2 separate regions of the Mus musculus genome follow, and region 2 is linked to region 1. Evidence: chromatin contacts called from public promoter capture Hi-C data. All regions are on one chromosome and are shown on one strand. The core of a region is the stretch at or near the end of the contact, and the rest is flanking DNA. Distances in the headings are between cores, read along the strand shown. Region 1 holds the start of Edrf1 (erythroid differentiation regulatory factor 1). Region 2 holds the start of Lrrc27 (leucine rich repeat containing 27).

Region 1 (3,603 bases), core at 512-3,011:
AAAGGGCAAGCCGAGCAGCAGCTTAAGTCTTGCCCCTCGCATACCATCCTATTTGCACATATGAAAGCAGACACAACAGGCTAAAACAGCTGATGAGCAGTCAACGTGTACACGTTATCGTGACATGCTGCAGCCTGGAAGAAAGCATGTACCTCTGAAATCTTCTTACTGTACCATGGACTTTGGATGACAACTATATTCTTTTACTAAAAATATCTGAGCAAGTGAACATGCATCTCCAATTGAACTGCGAAGCAGCTTTCAGAGCTTCGAGCCGGGGTTGAGAGGGAGGGAAAGAAATGCCAGCGATTAAAATTTACCTTGAAAACGGCTTGCTTTTCTTACTATTGCCAAGAATGGTGGTTCCTGCTGGCCCTAGTTTGGCACTCTCTCGTAACCAGTTGGCAGGTGGGAGTTTCAAGTCTGTTTTTTCTTCGAGACGTGCAAACGCTGTTCGAGGAGGGGCAGAAGAGTATTTTACCACAGCTCTGCTTTTCACTTCGTTGCCTCCAAGAAATAAGGCCGATCCCTAAATAACATATGGAATGAAGCTTTAATGAACACTGCCAGGAACGACAATCTCACTTTCATAAAAATGAATTAAGAACCCACCAAATCAGGATTCACAAGGAGCCTCAGCTGCGTGTCAGCTCTAACACTTAATAAACAAGCTTAAATTACGCTTACTTAGCTGTTTTTCACGAAACTAAAAAAAAAAAAAAAAAAAAAAAGGATCAATCAAGAAGTGGACAGGGGCCAACCAACCTGCTTTTTAAAAATCTGGGCATAGTAGTTGCAAACACAAGCTTCAAGCACTCTGGAGGCAGAGGCACAAGGGCCAGTGCAAGGTCTACGTCCAGCTTGACTGCCCGGTCTGCATAACCAGTTCCACACCAGCCAAGACTCAACCCGGTACGATGAGTCACAGAAAAATGTAGACTCAGAAACTAAGTGCGCTCAACTGTGTCCTGTCAACCGCATGTAAAACGAGCAAGACTTCTGTACGGTTCTAATGGAATATTTTTAAGTAGCATAAGTCAATGACAAACGTCATTTGCAGGACGTGTTTATTTTTACCAAACACACAGCGATTGATCGGTAAGCTCATCGCATCCCATTCTACATTAGCTCCGTAGCTGACCCTACACCCACCCGGGCATGCTCAATGTCTGGACCCGCTGTTCGACTCTCCTTCGAGAACCCTTCCAGGCGTTGCAAATTCTCTGTGCCCTCCCTGGGTCCGTCCCTCTCTCCTCTGCCTGCCTTCGGCGGGCTGTGACACACACACACTCTATAGCCCGTCCACTGGCGCCGAGTGCGAAGCCAGGGGTGTTGCGCATTGCAAGCAAACGCCTGCCTGCACACCCGACGACAGGCTCGCCTGGTGATTCATTCCGTACTAGAGGTGCTAAGGAGGCGTGGAAGAAAGTTCCAGAAGCCCCACGTCCCCCTCCCAGGCCCGCAAACCCCCCAAGCCCCTGCAGGTCGCGCTCCGCCGCCGCCGCCTCTCACCTGTGCAGAAGGCTCCTCGGAGTCCGCCTGGGACAGGAGGCTGAGCCCTCCTCGGGCGGCCGCCCCTGAAGGAGAAGCCTCGGCTCCTGCTTCCTTGGGGTCCCCCATCATTTCCGACCCTGGGGAGGCGACCAGACGCGCGAGCCCTGGAGGCGGCGACAGGAACGCGGGCCCAGAGTCGCAGGAGAACCTCAGAGCGAGCGACTCGGACACTCAGCGGCTCGCACTTCCGGCGGCTGCCAGGAAGAGCTCGAGGTAGCGCGATGAAATCTCGCGAGATTCACCCAAAGGTCCAGCCCGTCCTCCGGCTCTGGCTCCTCCTTCGCGGTCCGGGCAGGAGCTGCCGCACGCCGTTGCCTGTCACACCATTAGGGCGGACACTTCTCGCGATACACGCCTCCCGGGCTCCTCCCCCTCGCTCGTGGCCGGTCTTTGTTGGCAAACAGTTAATGAGACTTGAGTCAAAGTCGCGGTGGCTGGGGTGGGGCGGTGCCGCCTTGGGTATTCGCGTAATCAAAGCTGGTGGCATCAAGGCCCTCGCAGGCGGCCGCTCTCTTGGGGCTTCTCCGAGTTGCACACGCGCGGGGACCTCCGTGGGTCTCAGCACCCTCAGATCAGTGGGGCTGAAGCAAGGAGAGAGAAGCCATCAGTCTGTTTAATCGGTTTCTAGGCAGCGCTCATGCAGCCCTGGCTGGTTTCGAACTCGCAAAATAGCCGAGAGTGACCTTGAACTTGACACTCTGCCTCCAGCTCCCGAGGGCTGGGGTTTCTTTCTGCCCGAGGATGGAACCCAGGGCTTCGTGTAGGCTAGGCAAGCACTCGGAGCTACATTTCCACCCTGCACCCAATAACAGACAAACTGCTACATTCCTCATAAAACATATATATTTGAGGTAAAAGGTTTTGTTTTATGTCGAGGTATTACGTTTTGGGTTTTTTTTTTTTTTTTTTTTTTTTTTAAATGTGTTTTGAGTGCTTTGGCTGCGTGTGTGCATGCAGTGCCCGCAGAAACCAGAAGAGGGCATCAGATCTCCTGGAACGGGAGTTACACGCAGTTGGGAGTTGTGGGCTGTGGGTGCTAAGCTGTGTCCTCTGCAAGAGCAGAAAGTGCTCCTAATGGCTGAGCCAGGACGGAGGTATACGTTTTCAGTTTTCAGTGTTTTGGCCTTTGCAATTATTTAGCCATGCCAGGTTATAATTTTCCTTAGTCTCTAAAAACCCAGTAACTGAAAAACTTTAGGAGTTCTCGGAGAAAGCAGATGCAGTCTGCAAATTGCTTTCATGCAAAACAAGACATTTTTATGAATTAACTTTTTGGTGCATATTTTGCAGATCCTTACTTTAAAGCATGTTTTGTGATTTTTTTTTAAACTACTCTGTATTTAGAGCCAGTTTTTGTTTGTTTGTTTGTTTGTTTGTTTTGTCCTTTTCGTTGTTTATTACATCAGAGGCTAGCAGGCTCGTCACATAAAAGCTTGTGCCAAACAAAACTGAGGGCCCGAGTTCCATGTCATCCCTGGACCCCACTGTAGAAGGAGAGAACTGACTCTGGAAAGCTCCCCTCTGGCCGTCACATGTCCTGTGGCATGAACACACACACAATAATAATACAGAGATCTGAATAAGACCTATGTAGCTAACACAAAAAGATTAAACTTTGAGTACTTAAAAATAAACCCTGTATATCCATTAACTCACGTTACAGGAATATTTTTTTTTACAGGAATATTTTTAAAAATTAAATTGCACATCATAGTATGTTAAATGATAAGCAAATATTTAAAAAGTAATATGGTCCCAATTTGAAAATCCATCTGTTTCTGAAATGGAAATCTCTGGTTGTTTTTGTGTCTCTAAATGAACAGATTCATGTAAGAAAGAAATGATTTACATTTAGTCTAACATTTTTCTATTTTTCTTTCTTGTTTCATATTTAATTTTATTAACACTTCTACAAATATAAGTTAGGTTCTGATAACCTTACAGTTTTGTCATTTATTAATAACGATGTATCAGTAAGAATTTACTGAGGTAGTATAGTAGTGGGTTTTTTTTTCTTCGGGACTCAAATATTGTACAAATTTCTTGAGA
Region 2 (3,603 bases), core at 351-2,850, 5.6 Mb before region 1:
CTCGAGTTGCTGAAAAAGCAACAGTACTATGAATTTAGCTTTAAACTTGTAAATGCTGGGACATAAGGAGGTACTGGTTATATTCTTTGCTCCTCACGCTGTACCACAAAGTTTGAAGAAGAGAATGACAATTATGATTCGAGAAGGGGGGCTCAAGTAGTCTGGGCTGGCCTCCAACTCACTGTGGTGAACTTCTAACTCCTGATCTTCCTGTATGCACCTCCAAAGTGCTTAGATGACAAGCAAACAGCCACCTGACTACAGTCTAACTGGAAGATACCAGTGGAAACAAGCATCCAGGATGAAAACACCGGGGGACTTTTCAAGTTTGCAAAACACCTGTAAGATGGGAAGAGATAAGACAGTTTCCTATTTCCACCCTGGAAATTCCTCTGCTTCTTGTATCCAAGACTCTGAAGTCAGGAAGCCAACCCCTGCCTCCCACACTGGCCCAGACCAGACCAAAGAGGTATCTAGGTGGGCACTAGGGAAAAACCTGGGCAATGACAATCTTGCATCTTAGTTCAATAATCCTGTTGCTTAGCCAGGGTATTACTTGCAAAACCATCCAAGCAAAGAGGATGGCTGAAAGATCTGCCAAATGCTGGCACACTTTCCTAGTTTCACTCTCCTTTAAGGAGCGGGTGACTTTTCAGTTAAGGAGCTGGTCTTAAAGGTGTACAATTCATGGGGAACCTAGGTCTGCGTTGGCAGGAGATATGCCACCCCCCCCCCCAAGCTGGGTAATGGGTCTCCCTAAGGTCTCCAAGCCTTTGCATAGTCTACGGCTTATTGTATTTTTTTTCTACACCTTGGAATTAGGAGGAAAGATTCTGCCTCCATCAAATTACATTGTAAGGAAAATGTGTGGACAAGAGGGAGGCAGGGGACTAGTGATGCTGTTTCCAGACTGGGCTGGTAGGGGAACTCGACTTTTGGACCTCAATCCCATCTTCCCAGGTGCGGCCACTGTAAAAGGGTAGGGGATCTAGTCATAGTTCTCTCCCACCACCGCGCCATCAAAGGCTGACGTTCACAGGACCCCCAGCAGACCAGACTCACTGCTCTGTGAGTCTGTGGCGGTCTCCTCAACCCAACCCAGCGTCTACTCCCGCCCGCCAGACTGTGACCCCGCCCCACAACCTGGTGGCCGGGTCCCATCCAGTGCAGCCGGCTAGCGGTGACTGACGTAACAGCTATCCCACCCTCCAGCCCCGTTGCTCTTCCCCGCCCACCTGCGACTCCGCCCTGACACGTCGGCTGCCCCGCCTCCGAGAGGCTCAGGCACCACCTAACAAACCAGCGAGCTGCGCGGTTTACCAGGTCGCCATGGAGACGCTGCTGCGGTACGGAGGCCGGAAGGCATCAAGTCGCAGGTCTGGCTTGGGATAGCTTCGGTGCGCGTGCGCTTACCGCCTCTTATGCTGGAGGTGGGCGACAAGGCCAGAAAGAAACTTCGAGAGGATGGGCTGGTGGATTCGGGGAGGGCTTGGGGACCCGAAGGAGGTCGAGTGATGCTTCTGCTGACCAGACCGTCTTCCAGGGCCATGGACCCTCGGGCCTCAGGCCTCTGGAACTGACCGCTGCCCTCCGCGCCTGCGCAGAAGCAGCTGCCGCAGTGCTGCGCTCTCGGCTTCCCAGGCTGGTGCCGGGTTTGCTGGCCCTTTTGTCCTGGGGCCTGGATCTGCACAGACTCTCCTAGTGTGGAAACTTGGAGGCTGTCCTTTTCCATTTAGAAACCTGCAGAGCAGGGTATTCTGGGAGGCAGGTCAACCAAGTCCATAGACCCTAAACCTTTAGAGAAAAAGGATCCCTCCCGAAAAGAGAAATTACGGGAACGTGGTAAACTGCCTTAGTATCAGATCTGGTGGGGATAGAAGGCCCGCTGCGGATTCTAGAGGATCCTGACCAATGAAGTGATATGGGTCACTCCTTTCTGGGGGCCAGAAGTTGAGATCTTAGCAATTTCCACCGTTTTTAGTGAGTAATGTGTCACACACAGAGCAACATGACACGTCATCAATTCTAAGGGAAACTATCGGAAATGAACTGGCCTGGACATTGAATTATGCCCTTAGCTAACGTGCTCAGTGATATAATCTTGCTAAACATTTTTGAAGTAGCAAAGCAGGATGGAACTGAAAGTATAAGATGGGACCAAAGTGGAAGTCTAGATCCAAAACAACAGCAAATTTTGTTTACTCAGGCCAGCAAGATGAGTTAATGCTTAGAACCTAGGTAGGGGAGAACCAATTCCACAGAGTTGTCCTGTGGTATCCCCTATATGAATGCAATAATAAATTTAAATAATAGAATAGAATTTTCAATTCATTTACTAATATATTCTTTAGGACTGAAAGTGAGATGGGAGTAAGTTGTAAGAAAATATCCCCAAACAAGAAAACAAGAAAACCTAGGAAACTCAAGAGTTGTGGGAGCCCAGTAGCCCTCTGATCAAATGTCTCCTGATGTCCCTTCAACACTGCAGAGATGGCGGCTGGCAGCTGGAATCCCCCCGAGTGTTCCATTGGTTACAGGTTGCTAAAGCTTGGGGTCAAGAGGTGCTGTGAGGAGCGTTAGGATACAGAGCAGGCAGGGCATTCCTGCCTGGCCACACAGGCCATCAGAGAGGCCCCTTTCTGGTGGCTCTCAGTGGAATGCTTGCCACGTACTCATGGGATCACCAGAATCCATTTAAAAAGTTCAGGTGCAGCAGTGTATGCCTATAATTCCTGTTCTTGGAGACAGGCAAGCGGATTCTGAGGGCTCACCGGCCAACCAGCCTCAACCACTGTGGAGCTCTAAGCCAGTGAGACCCTGTGTCAAAAAACAAAACAAACAAGTTAACAGCTCCTTAGGAACAACACCCATAGTTGACATTCAACCTCTACATATGTACATATACCCACCCACATATGTGTGCAGATATGTACACACACACATGCACACGCACACAAGTACACATGCTCCACCTTTCCTGCTACTAGGAAAATAGAATTATATCCAAAATTAGACATTAATTTATACACATTTGATTGGCAAAATGAGATGCTTGGTGTAATGGTCATGTGCTGGGAACTGGTGTCCATAGGCACCTCGGGGAGCCACTGGGTACTCCAGCCTAGCAGCATCTCAGCCCACTGCTTCATCCTACGGTTGTCTTGAGTTTTGATTTCCTTTAGAAGCCCATAAAATTGGTTTTTGTATCTGGTAGTTAATTATATGTAGGAACTCATCTTGCCTTTTTTTGTGCTCACTTTATTACCCAGCTAAACCGCCTCTGTTGAGTAGTTCTCTTGGCAAGTGTTTCTGGGCTATTCTCCTTAAGCTTATGAATGTAGCCTCTTTGTTTTCATCTAATTCTTGAATGACTATTTAACTGGTACGGAGTTCCTTGTTGACAACAATTTTCTATCAGAATTTTAAAGATATTGCTTGCTGGCTGCGGTTGAAAAGGCTGCTGCCAGCCCCATTGCCATTTCAGTGAAGGAAGCTGAAACCCTTCCGAAATCTGCATCCCTGTGTTTCTAGGTGCATACCAGGTTTCATTCTGTGCCTGGTGGGGACTATGTCCTGTGCTCAGGCTCTTGCCAGCCTTTTTTC

Evidence for each region. Promoter capture Hi-C pulls out the DNA fragments that hold promoters and counts their contacts.
Region 2: a contact with region 1 is called in a promoter capture Hi-C map of pre-B cells, with 4 times the contacts expected there. The contact joins the promoter of Lrrc27 here to the promoter of Edrf1 in region 1. A contact is called at or near these places in 1 of 39 promoter capture datasets (pre-B cells) and 1 of 484 Hi-C or Micro-C datasets (CD4 T cells).

Annotation. Positions count from the first base shown.
Region 1 is chr7:133,635,833-133,639,435 of GRCm38.p6, reverse strand. Edrf1 (erythroid differentiation regulatory factor 1) reads right to left here and starts at 1,761. Exons shown (of 25, transcript NM_178115.4): 1 at 1,513-1,761; 2 at 321-529. The coding sequence starts at 1,623.
Region 2 is chr7:139,210,985-139,214,587 of GRCm38.p6, reverse strand. Lrrc27 (leucine rich repeat containing 27) reads right to left here and starts at 1,600. Exons shown (of 11, transcript NM_027164.1): 1 at 1,321-1,600. It also overlaps a transcript of Stk32c not described here.